Linked DNA regions of Oryctolagus cuniculus: regions 1 and 2 are each linked to region 3. A link is a contact called in public Hi-C data. All regions are on one chromosome and are shown on one strand. The core of a region is the stretch at or near the end of the contact, and the rest is flanking DNA. Distances in the headings are between cores, read along the strand shown. Region 1 overlaps CHN2 (chimerin 2). Region 2 has its middle 28 kb from the start of TRIL. Region 3 holds the start of CHN2 (chimerin 2).

Region 1 (4,502 bases), core at 666-3,165, 150 kb before region 3:
GGAAGGTGCGGGCAGAGAAAACAAAGCAAGGTGGGCCATTGGCTTTCATGCGGGAGAGAGGAGGAAGCCTTGATGCTCAGGGATGGCTCAGTGAGGGGCAGAGGCACAGGGTTTCTGCAGGTGAAAGTCAGGTGCAGGCAGAGCTGCAGGGGGAAGAGAGGATGGTTTGCTCAAGAGTCGGCGAGGGGCCATCAGGGCTGCTGGGCCCCGGTGTGGATGTGTGGGAGGCACCTGCTGGGCCCCGGTGTGGATGTGTGGGAGGCACCTGCTGGGCCCCGGTGTGGATGTGTGGGAGGCACCTGCTGGGCCCCGGTGTGGATGTGTGGGAGGCACCTGCTGGGCCCCGGTGTGGATGTGTGGGAGGCACCTGCTGGGCCCCGGTGTGGATGTGTGGGAGGCACCTGCTGGGCCCCGGTGTGGATGTGTGGCAGGCACCTGCTGGGCCCCCGGTGTGGATGTGTGGGAGGCACCTGCTGGGCCCCGGTGTGGATGTGTGGCAGGCACCTGCTGGGCCCCGGTGTGGATGTGTGGGAGGCACACACCCAAGGCTGGACTCGGACGTCTGCACCACATCCTGAACAGGAAGGGGACGCAGTCTCGTCTGTTTTAGAACAAGGGTGACAAGGATGAGCCTATGGAGGAACAGAGGCTTCCACTTTTTGAACACCTACTATGTGCCAGAAGCCTTATCTGCATCTTATTTTCCCAGTTATGCTCCCAAGGGGACTCATTCTCACTCCCTGGGAAACCACTGGAGATGCCTGCCATCTTAGAAAATGCCAGCGTGACACGGCTAACAGGGCAACATCGAGGTGCGGAGCCGGCATCCCTGAACCAAACCCTGCTCTCTCGGCTTTGGCAGACGGTGGCTGCATCCCGTGTGGGAAGCTCTGAGACGCTGCTGCGAAATTCAGCTTCCCAGACCCCATTTCCGGGAATGATCCCTCACTTCAGAGGCATCAGAGAGGGGCAACAGTGGAGGGGGGGGAGGGAGGGGAAGAAGGAGGGGGAGGGGGAGGGGTAGAGGGAGAGGGGGAGAAGGAGAGAAGAGTGGTTTACTTGCACACAAAAGGGACTGTGAAGGTCTAAGCTGCAGTAACACTGGTGGAAATGCAGGCGAGAAGGTAGTTGATTGCACAGGATGATTGACAGGACTTGGTGAAAAACCGCCTGGTAGCCAGGAGCTGAGTCCTGAGACACGCAGAAGGAGGGGAGGCAGGCGATGGGGCCCTTCTGGAAAGTTCCTCTCCTACGTCAACAGGCTAAGTCCCAAAGCCTGGTGGTCTGGAGCCACTCTGGGCTGTGGCAGAAAGAAACGCAGTAGTCACCAAGTGGGAAACCCAGCAAGTGCACTGCTAGCCCAGGGGCCACTTGCAGGAGGGCAGGGCAGAGGCTCTGGGCAGAGCCCTGGGGCTGCCTCCCCCTTCTGCACCCTTGACGGTAGATGTGACACTCATCCATCACTTGCATCTTGCTGAGCAGGCTTGGAGTCGCAAGAGCTGCTCTGTGCTGCTGGCAGCCACGGGAGTGGGCCACCAGGCTCGCAAGTGTATCTGCCAAGGGCTAATGCATCTGTCTCTAAAGATAAGGAGAAGGCAACGTGGCAAGAGCAGCCAGGTGAAAAACAGGGCCTGATCTCTTCTAGCTTTAATCGACAGCCTGCCCACCACCTTCCCAGTCAGCAATGACCAAACACACACCCGGGAAGAAACACCTCCCAGACATGCTTACCCTAACTGAAACCTGTCACACAATCTCAAAATGTCACTTCTTGGATTTTCTTTGCTCAACACACACATCTCGTGAACAAAATCCAAGGCTGAATGTCACTGTTTGGGCAGTGCTGGGAGCTGAGAAATGGCATGCTGGGATTTGCTCCCACGGGAATGTTCTGAATACGTTCCCAGCACTCTCAGCCCAGAGCCCTCCGTGGTACCCAAGGGAAGGCCTAGCCTGGGAATAAGCTGTTGGGCAAGGGTAGAAGCCACCTCCCCAAGGATCTGAAAGCAGAATGAGCAATCCAGAGCTCACCTTGCCTCTTCCGCAATAAGAAAGCTTGCCTGGCCCTCCTGGGGGACAGAATCAACCCACCCCTGCCAATGACCTGGGCACTCATGGCTGCATATGCTGAAGCCCAGTCCAGACCATCAGTCCCTAGGAGACCACGGGGATGGCTTCTCACAGGCCACTTCTTTCTAAAGTGGACAAGTGGACCCATGAATAGCGTCCGGCCACGCGGTCATGTGGCTGAGCCAGAGGTCATGGGAACTTCTCAAGGGTAAAGGCAGGGAATTGCAGGTGCTTCCCAGCCCCCCAGGCTGCCATGGGAGGACCCTGCCTTGCTAACAAAGTCAAGTTTTACTGGAGTTGACTTCCCTTCCCTAGTGGCACTGGGAGAAAGCCAAGAAACAGCTTTTATACCTTCAAATCAGGGTCCTGGACATCAGTGTGCAGAAAGAACACCTTTGGGGCTTAATCAATTGCAGTTCTTGGGATAGCATTGTGGTGTAATGGGTTAAGCTGCCTCCTGCAATGCCGGTACCCCATATGGGTGCTGGTTCAAGTCCCAGCTACTCTGCTTCCAATGCAGCTTGCTGCTAATGCACCTGGGAAAGCAGAAGATGACCCAAGTCCTTGGGCCCCTGCACCCTCATAGGAGACCCAGAAGAAGCTCCTGGTTCCTGGCTTTGGCCTGGTCCACCCTGGTCATTGTGGCCATTTGGGGAATGAACCAGCAGAGGAAGCATATGTTCTCTCTCTCCCTCTCCCTCTAACCCTGCTCTTCAAATAAAATAAATCTTAAACATAAATAAATATATTGCAGTTCCCCACCTTGCTTTTCATAATCAGAGGCCTGGAGAGAGTTATGGGACAATCACTGTAAATACTCCCACCAGGTGGCTCTGATGCAGGGGGTCTGCTGGTCAGGACTTGAGGTTCTATAATCCTATTTAGGAAAACTGGCAGAAGCTAGGACTCCGTAACCTGCTGCCCAGGGCAGACGCCTGGGAGCACTGTTAGCCACCACACCAGCTGCCCAATTGGCACTTGGCCTCTCAGAAAAGAAAATCTTTCAGAGCATACCCATGACGGTTGGATTTGAACTTGTCTGCTGGGGGCACATAGTTCATACAGTTCTGGCATAAGCATTAGAACGTGGCTTTATTTTTTTTCCCACTGAACTTGAAGATAATGTCTTTTTAGGGCATAGAAATTAAATCTTTCTCAGTGACTTCATCAATGTTTTTGAGTTTTGAGAACAACAGATTAGCACCAATGCAGGAGACTTTGGGACAAGATTATTCTGTGAAAGTAGCCAAGAACTTGATAATGTTAGCTTCTAAGGGAAGGAGGGGAAACCAGGGTAAAAGGAAGCAAGACCCACTCCTATTCATCCTTAAGGTTCCACAATTCCAAGTACTGTGAGCACAATGAAGGCATAGATTTCACAAATGCAGAGATTTAGTATGTGTCTGTTGAATGAGTAATTAATGAGCACTATTTGTATAAAATATTGAGGGCTGACTTCTAAAATTTCCTTAATTCTCTACATTTATAAGTCAGGATTTGCAGCTGCTTCGTAACATCCATCTCCCCCTCCCTCCTCCTAACATTACCACAAGTTTTTAAGCCATGTGGACATAAGATGGATCTTGCCCTGAGACCCAGCGATAGGTCCGAATCGGTTTGGGGCATTCAGCCCATTGCAGCAATGGAGTGAAGAACAGGCAAGTAAGCCAGTCAATAGTGACTGAACAGTGACTTTGTTTGCAGGGTCAAGAAAATGGGTTGTCTCTTTGCTTGCTGTTTTTGAAGGAGGACGCAATAGTCCTGGTGTTACTGGTAGCTACCTAGGGAATCACAAGAGAAGAACAGACTAAGTGTGGAGCCAAACCTAGAACCAAGAAAGGAATAGATACAGACAGGGTTCTGCCAATGGCATTTAAGTTGCTGGAATAAATCATGCCTGAAGTCAAGTGCCTCTGGACTTTTTGGTTAGGTCAGTCAATGGGATTCATGGAGCATTCTGTTGCTTGTAACCAAAGGCACTGTAGTTAGCATTAAAACCTGGACTGGAGGTGGATGTTTGACCCGGTGGTGCCTGGGTGCGATGCCCGTCGTCACTCCCGATTCCAGCTTCCTGGAGTCAGTGGTGACATCTCCAGTAGCTGGGTTTCTGCCATATCTATGTGGGTGACCCCGATGGAGTTCCTGGCTACTACCTTGCAACTGGGGAGTGAACCAGCAGATGGGAGCACTCTTTCTCTACTTCTCAAATAAAAAATAAACGAAACAAAAACATAGAGGTAACTCCATAAAATGAATCATTGGAAGTGGACCAACTTTTGTTTAGGAACAATCTCATAACTGGAATTAATGCTTCATACTAGGAATCAGATACCAAATAAGTCAATTATGGCCAACAATGGTCAATGAAGGTAAACACACAGTTCTACTAACACAGTCTACACCCACTGCAAATCACACATTTTTAAACTAAG
Region 2 (4,580 bases), core at 1,705-4,204, 250 kb after region 3:
GTCTCCCATGCGGGTGCAGGGCCCAAGCACTTGGGCCATCCTCCACTGCCCTCCCAGGCCATAGCAGAGAGCTGGACTGGAAGAGGAGCAACCAGGACTAGAACCCAGCGCCCATATGGGATGCCGGCATTGCAGGCGGAGGATTAACCAAGTGAGCCACGGCGCCAGCCCCAGGGTGCTGTTTCTTAAAGTTAGAGGGTGATGCACACACTGGGCTTCCATCTCAAGATATGGCTTCCAGGGTTCGGGAGGGAGGGGCAGAGTGGCAGGGAGTTGCACACCGATTTGTAGATGCCCGCGAGCACAGCCCAGACGCCACCTCCGTGGGTTCCTCTCACCTCCCACTGGTGAGGCTGAGCCACACGGCCCCTCCTGACCACAGCAAGGGGAGGGGAGCACCGAGCTACAATGGCCTCTGCCGATGGACGGGAAAGACAAGACCGACGTCAGCACTCGCTATTCACATGGGACAGTCGCACACAGATGCGGTGAGAACGGGTTAACTCCAGGCAGATCTCTGCCTGCTAAACGCTCACAGTCAGGTTTATTTAGTTTGTCACCATGCTGGGACACTGGTTGGGGTGGGGGGGAGAGCAAATGGAGACAGTCGCCCTGGAGATGTCCGATAGACGCACTCATTGGGTGACTAGTGATTTTTTCCTTCTCTCTCTCTCTCTTTTTCTTTTTAAAGATTCATATATTTATTTGAAAGGCAGAGTCATAGAGAGGCAGAGGCAGAAGCAGAGCGAGAGCAAGAGCGAGAGCGAGAGAGAGAGGTCTTCCATCTGATGGTTCACTCCCCAGATGGCTGCAAGGGCTGGAGCTGTGCCAATCTGAAGCCAGGAGCCAGGAGCTTCCTCCAGGTCTCCCACATGGGTGCAGGGGCCCAAGGATCTGGGCCATCTTCTACTGCTTTCCCAGGCCATAGCAGAGAGCTGGATTGGAAGTGGAGCAGCTGAGACTTGAACTGGTGCCCATATGGGATGCTGGCGCTGCAGGTGGTGGCTTTGCCCAGTAAGCCTCAGCGCCGGCCCCGTGACTCTCTTGTCATGCGGTTCAGTGTTTGCTGCTTTGTCCCTGTCCCTCTCATTATCCTCTCAGTGGCTTCCATGCCCTGGTGGCCTCAGCAACCAGGGCAGCCCGAACATGAGCAGTCACTCACCGCCTGCCTGGGCAGCCGAGGACAGAGTGGATGGCGGTGCTGCAGCGCCCTGGCCGTGTGGGCACCGTGTTTGACCTCATTCGCTGTCCATTGTTCTCAAGGTGAACCCTGCTGGGCAGAGGCAAAGGCAGAGCTTGTTTCGGGGCCCTTTGAACCGAGTGCCCGCGAGACAGCAGGCACCTCAGAGGGCCGGCGGAGGATGGGCCCAGACCGCGAGCCGTGGAGAAGTTTGTCAACCCGGTCCCATCGATACTGCGGTTATTGATCACAGGGGAGAAGGTGTCGAGCTGCGGCCCAGGCCCGTGGGTCTCAGGCCTGCCTCTGGGTTGTGACCAGGGACTCTGTGTGCAGGGGACCTGCGTGGTAGAACTAGAAGACTGGACCGAACGTGCAGCTCCTGTGTCGGGGATGCCGTTCCCTCCAGCCCAGCCCCTGAACATGGGTGCCCCTGGGATCCTGGCCCAGGAAGCCCCGGCCACTGCCAGCCCATCATTTGGTATCACTTTTGTTTTCAGTTCACCCCTCCTACTTTCAGTTACTTATATCTTAGCACTCATCGTGTGCCAGGCACTGGATCAGCAATACTTGTATTAGTTAATTTAATCTTTATGCAATGAGTACTGTTACCACACCCATTTTAGAGATGGGAAAATTGAGGCCCACAGAGGTTCAGGAACTTGCTGGGGAAGGATTTAGGCCTCAGCCCATGTGACCTCGGGGAAAAAAGAAATGGGAGCGCCCCCCACGTAGCCGCCGCATACTGGTTAACAGCGAGGGGCCTTGCGGGTGAACTTGGGCTACATCCTGTTAGAGGTGCATCATCCCGACACCCGTACAGGCCTGCAGCGCCTTCATGGAAAATGCATGTGATGGACAAACTATGCATGGATTTTCAAAGCTGTTTTGCCCCCAAATGACCTTGTTTTTTACCCTCATTTTCACAGAGGTCGGCAGCACCCTGCAGAGAGCCCATGTGCTACCTGCGGTGCCCTTGGGAGGCTGGCGGGTAGCAGAGCCTGGGGCTTGCAGGCAGTGGGCCTCTCCAGGGTGGGCCTTTCAGCCAAACAGACCAGGTCAGCGTCTGGAAAGGATGCGGGCTGGAAGGGTGCGCGGGGTTAACCCATGGCCACACTGCGCTCTAGGGTCCTAGGGATGTGACGAGTAGAGCGGCTGCATGGGCCAGGCCTTGACCGGCTGGGCCCCATGGACACGGACCCGTGCAGCCACGCGCTTCCTCATGTGTGTGTGCGTGTGGGGGTCTCTGCAGATGCGCCTGGCCTTGGCCGTTGGATGCCTTTCTCTGCACGGCACTCAGCCCTGGCTCTGCCTCCCCAAACATCACCAGGCCTGGCCAGCTGTCCCCGGAGGGCAAACTTCCCTGGCCAAGGTCCACTCCTTCGGCATCTACCCTGGGCTTGGGAGCAGTGAAGGACTTAGAAATTAGCCCGTTCTCATCTCCAGGAGCACACGCAGTCCAGCTGCCCAAAACTAAGAGACAAAAAAGTGGCTGTTCTCCCATAGTGTTTTGTCATTCGGGTAAGTGTTGGAATTTGGGGTGGGGGCGCGTGGCTCCGGAGAAGTGGAATCCCCACACTCCTTCGCGGTCCCTGCCCCCGCATCCTGTCCCATCCTAATTGCATTTTCCTGCCTGGGGATTCAGCTGGAGCCTGCGAGCAGGTGCTGCTTCTTGCACTAGCCTGCCCCCCAGCGGCCACTTCGTAGAAGGCAGGCGCTGCTTCGGGCGGCACACGCGCCGCGGCGGGGTCGGGCGGGAAGCGGGAGCCGGGCTCCGCCCAGGCCACGCCGCCCCTTCCTGCGCGCCCCGACAGCCGCGAGAGCAGAGAGAACATCCCGTGGCTGCAGACGCCCGACGGGAAGGCCGTGGGTCCGTGAGAGCCCGCACGGCTCAGCGGCGGCAGCACACGAGCTGGGCCGCGGTCTCTGGGCGGGGCCTCCAGAACCCCCTCCCCCCCCACCAAGAGGGGGTTCCTGTGGTCAGCGGCGCCGCCCCGCGCGAGTTAGTGACGGTGTGGAGAGCACGGGGAGGCCGCTTAGCACCAGACATCCAGGGCCTGTTCTAATGCTTTGTCCACGGGTGATAGGGTGTTAGCCCTGACCCCGTCTTCCATCCGCTGGTTCGCTCCCCAAGATGTCTGGAGTTGCGCCGATCCGAAGCCAGGAGCCAGGAGCTTCTTCCCGGTCTCCTACGTGGGTGTGGGGGCCCAAGCACCTGGGCCATCTCCTACTGCTTTCCCAGGCCATAGCAGAGAGCTGGATCGGAAGTGGAGCAGCCGGGACTCGGACCTGCGCCCATAGGGGAGGCCGGTGCTGCCGGCTGATTTTAAGTTGATCATTTTGTATGGCCCCCGAACCATGTTATAAATCCCCCCACCCCAAGTGGGAGCAGCACACTGTTAGATCGCATGGAGATCTCTTTGGGCTCGTTGGTGTGTGCGACCTCACCCCAAAGGAACTAGCCCCAGGGACAGAGCGCCCGGTAGGACGGTGCGGTAGACACTTGCGTTGTCTTCACCGAAAGATGAATCCTTCCCAGAAAATAAAGTTTGACTTAGGCTGTGGGAGCTGGCATTTCATTCAGCAGAGAGTGAACATGCACAACCCAGAAACTGAGCTAGTAAAGTAGTTCTGATTTTAAGATCTCCAAAAATCAGATTTTAAGGGATGGATTCGGGGTGGAGAGAGAGAGAGAGAGAGAGAGAGCGCGAGCGAGCTGATCTGAAGCCAGGAGCTTCGTCAGGGTCTGCCACGCAGGTGCAGGGGCCCAGGCACTGGGCCGTCTTCTACTACTATCCCAGGCGCCCTGAAAGGACAGAAACCTGCGGCGTGAGTGTTTGTTAAATAACCTTTTGCTCCCTTGTCACTGTCTTGTGACGGCGCCCCCGGGCTGGCCCAGCCTGAACCCCGCGTTAGACTCCGCTGCTAGGACGCCCCCTAAAAGCAGAGGTGGCACGGGCCGGGGGTCCCCCCCGCCGTGTGCATGTCAGTACCCTCAATGTCCACCGGGAGCCCCACCCTGCCAGCACCCAAACCCGCCCTAAGCAGCTGAAAACAGACCTGGCGCGGGGGGCCGCGGGCGGTCCGGCACCCGCGGGGGAGGCGGGGGAAACTTCCAGCACCAGGCGTCGCGGTGTGGAGGGGATCGCACGGCCCTGCGAGTGGCGGGGCAGACGGGGACAATGACACAGGAGTGGCTGTGCAGGGGCGGCTTGGGGGTGGCCCAGGCGAGGTCCGGGCTCGGGTCGCGCTCAGCAGGAGCCCGCCGTGCAGACGGGGGCTGTGAGCACAGGCAGATGCGTGAGGCGCCGCGACGCCCACCTCGCTCCCCGCCCCTCAGGCGGGTGAGGTGTCGCAGGGGTGGCGATGGTCGTGGCGATGGTCGCGGCGGGTCGCGGGAGCC
Region 3 (4,856 bases), core at 1,447-3,946:
GAAGTTGGAGCGTACATGTTAACCCCTGGCACACAGTAGGTCCTTGAAAGTGGTGATTAATAGATGCACTGCACGAAGGGCCCTAATTTCTCAGGGACAGCCCAGCTGCCACCACAAAGAGCCTCTGTTCTTGCCTGCCCAACACCTCCCAGGTGTGAATTGCTTCTCTCCTCTGAATTATTCATGATCCACACAATGCTAAGGGTGCTTAAATCAGAGAACCACAATTCCATGTTTTTCCAAAGTGCCTGATTAATCAGTGAATTAGGCAATGTAAGTTCACGGGCTCCAAATAACACAATCATGTCCACTCTTGGAATTTCAGCCGTCACGTAATTCCCCAGTTTCTGTCCCAGAGGAACACAAGGCAGGAGCGAGGACCGTGGTTAGCAGCTCTGTCCTATCTGGAAAGCCATCACCATCAGCTAGGGCGTGCACCCTGCTGCTTCTACGCAAGGTATCCTTCCCAGGGCTGAGTCAGGGCTTTCAATCTGGTTCTGTAAAGCTGCATGAGGATCCAAAAACTCACCCCGCACGGCGGCGTTACTAGCGCCCCAGTAAGTCAGCCGGCCAACTTGTGCCTCTCTCTCCTGCTCCTACCGTCCCTTCGCCATCTCTCCTCCACCAGTTGATTTTCTCGTGGGCAGTTTTCAGGGCGGGAAAGCCATACGCTAACAAGTCAGCCAACATCACTATGTTTTAAGTTCAATGTTAGTCAACCAAAATGAATTGAGAAGCAGCAGCAGCGGTTTGAGGGTACTAAAAATAAGCTGCAGCATTTGCTGAGTTCTCAGAATTCAAACCACAGGCGGTCGACTTGTTGCTGCGCTTAATAAGATAGGACTGCTCTGCCCCCTTAGCTGCTACTGGCAAAAACTTGAACTAGGTTGTGAACCGCACAAGGCTGTGTTTGTGATTAGTTGGCAGCGATGGAGAAAGGAAGTGACATTTCCCTGGAATGACACCTGCCAAAGAAAGATAACAGATGGCTTTCCAATGATCACCTGGAGCCACACCACAATCGCGCCTCTGTCAGACTCACCCCACATGTAAGGTCTGATCAGTTTCGTGTCTATAGATATGGCTCCTTTTATGCCTGGCTGGCTGGCCAATGCCTCCCAAAAGGCGTCCCTGCCTTGGAGTTTAATTTGGGAACAATAAAAAGACCACAACAGGGCTTAATACGTTATTAACACATCGAGCACTTCCATTAGGACTCAAGACCTTCCTGCCCCTTCAATACTGCCTGGTACACACCAGCCAGCCCTTCAGGGCTTGCCATTAGAGTTCTCAGTGACCACAGACGCGGGGAGCCCTGCCTAATGCATCATTCTGATTAGAAACCTGTCATACTCAGGAATCGGAGTCTGTCCATTGATTCCTACTCCTTCAGAGTCGTTAGCTAATTTTTTCTCCAGTTAGATCCGCTGATCAACTGTAGAAAGGCTCAAATAAGCCTTCCCTTTGCTCAGCCACACTGCAAAGGGGTGAAATGTTCGCCTTCAAAGTAAAATTACAGAGTATCCTAAGGAAATGTCCAAGGAGAGTCAGTCAGTCAGTCTCTCTCTCTCTCTCTCTCTACACACACACACACACACACACACACACACACACACACAATGTAAAGGTGCCGAGTCAGGAGCTGGGTTCGACCTCGCTTCCCCAAACCCACTTCCATCAAGACCAGGACACCAGCCCACCCCGCTGCGACCTCCCACCCGTGCCTCAAGCGAGCGTCTCCACAGCGCTCATTTCTGAAACAAAGAAAGAAAACCAAGTCTGCGAGGAGCCAGGGTGTGCGCCCCTCGCCTTGGGATTTGGGTATCCAGGGTGGCGGGCGCCGCGCCGCCAACAGGTCGGGGGCGCCCCGCTTCGCCCTAAGCTTCCCCGCCCCGCCGGCCCCCAACTCCCGCGGCGCCACCCAGCGCGAGGTTGCCAGGCTCCTTTCGCCGCGCGCCTGCTGCGCCCGCAGCCCAGCACCCCGGCGCCCGCACACGGAGGGCGCCACCGCCGCCCGCCTCGGCTCTGTCAGCTGTCGGCGCCTAGGTGCGGTGGGCGCCGAGGGGCCCTCCGGCAGCCGAACGAGTGTGCCCCCCGCACGCCAGCCCCGCCGTGGAGCGCCGCCGGCCCGCCACAGGTAGCTCGGGGCGTGCCAGGGCGCGGGGCGAGGGCAGGGGGCGCGCCCCGGCACGGCCGCCGCGCCCGCGGAGCTGGAACTCACCGGAGGACACCGAGGAGCCGGACAGGCTGGAGTTGCTGGACGCAGCCATCTCGGGCGCCCCGCGCGTCGCTGCTCGCTCAGCCGCGCTGCCGGCGCCGCCGCCGCTGTCCTGGGTCGGCCGCTCGCAGCCTCCGCGGCCCCCAGCCCATGGCAAAGTGCTGGGGACGCGCAGAAAGCACGAGCCTCCGGACTCTGCCTGCACTTCCTGCTCCACCAGATGACGCGCTGCTGCCGCCGCTATTTATTTGTGGTTTCCGTCCCTCTCCGCGCCTTTGCGCGCTTTTCTCGGGGGGCCTGGGAGAGGAAGGTGCGAGCGCAGGGCGCACGGGGGTCGGCTGGCCGGGCGCGCGGGTCGGGGCTCTGGCCGAGCGTCACGGCCGTCGGCGCTACCCCGCGCGCGGCTGGGACCTGGGCGCGCCGGCGGCCCCGAGCCGCCCCGCCAGCCCTGCGCTCACCCTCGGGCTGGGCTCCCGCCTCCGCGGCCGTACTCTGAGCTGCACGGGCACCGGCGGCGGGAGACACACCGACAGCGCGACCTCCCCCTCCTCCCTCCGCCCCAGCCCGGCTCGCGCGCACACAAAGGAAGGAGCGGAGCCGCGGGCTGGTTCAGCTGCCGCGGGCTTGACAGCTCCTGCCTCGGGGGCTGGCGGGAGGGAAGCCGAGGGTGGGAGCGGCCCCCGAGGTGCTGGAGAGGCCGGCGGGGGCGCGGCTGCCGCGCCCAGCGCTGCTCGCGGGGTCTGAAGGCGACCGGGCGGGGCTGCAGGGGGAGGCGGTGGCGCCCGGCGACCCGGAGGGCGAGGGCGGGATCGCGCTGGACGCGGGGCTGGGCCGAGGGGCTCAGGAATGGCCAGGGCGGCTGGGCAGCGCGCCTTCCACTGCCTTCCAGATTTGTCCTTTGTTTTTCTGGAGCTGAAGACCCCTGCCCAGCTCCCCAAACACCCCGGAAGCCACTCCAGCTACACTTAAGTATCCCAGGCACGGACTGTGCCCGCCGGGGCAACGGGGCTTCGGAGAGTGGCCTTCAAAGAAACGGACGTCCTGAGTGTGCTAACTGGGGCTCACACAAAGCCAGTGTCAAAGAGATTCTCCGACTACGTCGGGCAGAAGAGCCTCCCAAGAGCCCGGAGACTTGGCAGAGGGTCTGACTGCACCCTTTAAGGGCCAGGGACCACTCAGGTGTGAGACAGACTGCCGTGCAAGGTGTGTGCCTCCTCCCACCCCCATTTAAACCTCAATTAATTTCACTGGGAGGAAGTATCACACAGATTTTTTAAGTCTGTTTCACGCTCCCAGCAGGGCAATCGGTTCTTTGAATCCTGAAGCAACAGAAAACTGTGAAATTTGAACAGAAATTGGTAGATCAAAGGGAAAAGCAAACATTAAAGGAACGAAAATGCTCTCATTATATAGCAAAATGGAAAGTGTTCACGTCGGGGTGGCTCAATTTCTGAAAACACGGCTAAAAGGACATAGTCAATTTAAAAATTAGCGGAAGCGACTGGGGAACAGCAGCCAGGTCCTGGGGGGGTCCACGTGGAGCTAACACCGTGTGGATAATAAATGTTAAGTAATCACAGTACGCACCCATGTCATGCTCCCCAGATGATGTCGGCCATATGCGTTCCCTGCAGGATGCCAGTGTGTCTTCCCAGTAAGGCTGCTTCTTTAAAGTGTGGCTTGCTGAAGCGCGCAGGGCCGGGCAGTGCCTGCCAGTGGCCTCGGACCGTGTTTTTCAGGCCATCATCGGCTTGCACCTTGTAAGCCGTGCTGCCTGGTCGCTTCCTCCATCCTCTCCCAACATCTCCCTCTTTTGTGCCGGGCAGCCTTGGTGCAACTGCACTGGGAACCCTTCAGGGAGCTGCATGCCCTTGACCTCTCTCTAGGAGCAGAACTCCCCCCTTCCCCAGGTCCTAATGGAAGGTGGCCTTGGCCTGCATCCCTGCAGGTCTTTCAATGGCTCGGCCCTGCACCCCAGCAGGAGTGTTGCTCCTCCGGCTTTGAAGAAGACAAACCTGGGTTCACACCCTGGGTCGTCCCCTTGCCAGCCGTGAGATCTTTAGCAAATGACTGACTTGGTGGGCCTCACCTGCAACAACAACAAAAAACCCAGATAAGGGAGTGTGTTAAGTGACGGTTAAATGAGATATGTACAAAACCACAATGCTCCTGGCCCAAAGTCCATGTTCCCAACCAATTGTAAATTGCTGCCTGAAGGATCCTGCCTGTAGTTTAAGCAACTTTCTTTTTATCAGGAGACAGCTAATCAGCAGTGATTTGTTCTACCAGGGGAAACAGCTCCTCCCTGACCCACGAGCTACACCTTTCTTGTCCCAAATTGAGCAACAAGTATAAGTTTCATTACTCTGAAGTCACAGAAATGCAACTCAGACTCTATTTGTGCAGTTCGGATGGTAGCATCGATAGCATTGCCTTCATAAGCTTTAGTTACTTAGAGAAAGCAAAGCATGGCCCGGTCACGTAGATGACTTTCATGATTCCAGACAACAAATAGGGGGCAGCTGTCTGGCTTAGCCGTGAAGACACCAGCCTCCCGCATCGGAGTGCCTGGGTTTGGGACTTGACTCCAGCCCCCTGTCCCAGCTTCCCACTAATGGCCACCCTGGAAGGCGGCACG

Evidence for each region. A called contact is a pair of places that touch in the nucleus more often than the background predicts.
Region 1: a Hi-C map of an unstated tissue shows a contact between it and region 3, with 6 times the contacts expected there. The contact joins the enhancer-like site here to the promoter of CHN2 in region 3. A contact is called at or near these places in 2 of 6 Hi-C or Micro-C datasets (ear pinna and an unstated tissue).
Region 2: a contact with region 3 is called in a Hi-C map of psoas muscle, with 6 times the contacts expected there. The contact joins the enhancer-like site here to the promoter of CHN2 in region 3. A contact is called at or near these places in 3 of 6 Hi-C or Micro-C datasets (ear pinna, psoas muscle and an unstated tissue).

What each region holds. Positions count from the first base shown.
Region 1 is chr16:20,908,669-20,913,170 of mOryCun1.1, reverse strand. The region is part of intron 2 of CHN2 (chimerin 2); the gene reads right to left. Among named protein-coding and RNA genes, the nearest start is that of CHN2, 150 kb to the right of the region's middle. Within about 2 kb of position 1,915, at least 1 of the 8 cell types and tissues checked has an H3K27ac peak or open chromatin away from gene starts, as enhancers often do.
Region 2 is chr16:20,502,270-20,506,849 of mOryCun1.1, reverse strand. No RefSeq gene overlaps it. Among named protein-coding and RNA genes, the nearest start is that of TRIL, 28 kb to the left of the region's middle. Within about 2 kb of position 2,954, at least 1 of the 8 cell types and tissues checked has an H3K27ac peak or open chromatin away from gene starts, as enhancers often do.
Region 3 is chr16:20,755,577-20,760,432 of mOryCun1.1, reverse strand. It overlaps CHN2 (chimerin 2), which reads right to left and starts at 2,696. Exons shown (of 13, transcript XM_070059690.1): 1 at 2,222-2,696. The coding sequence starts at 2,270.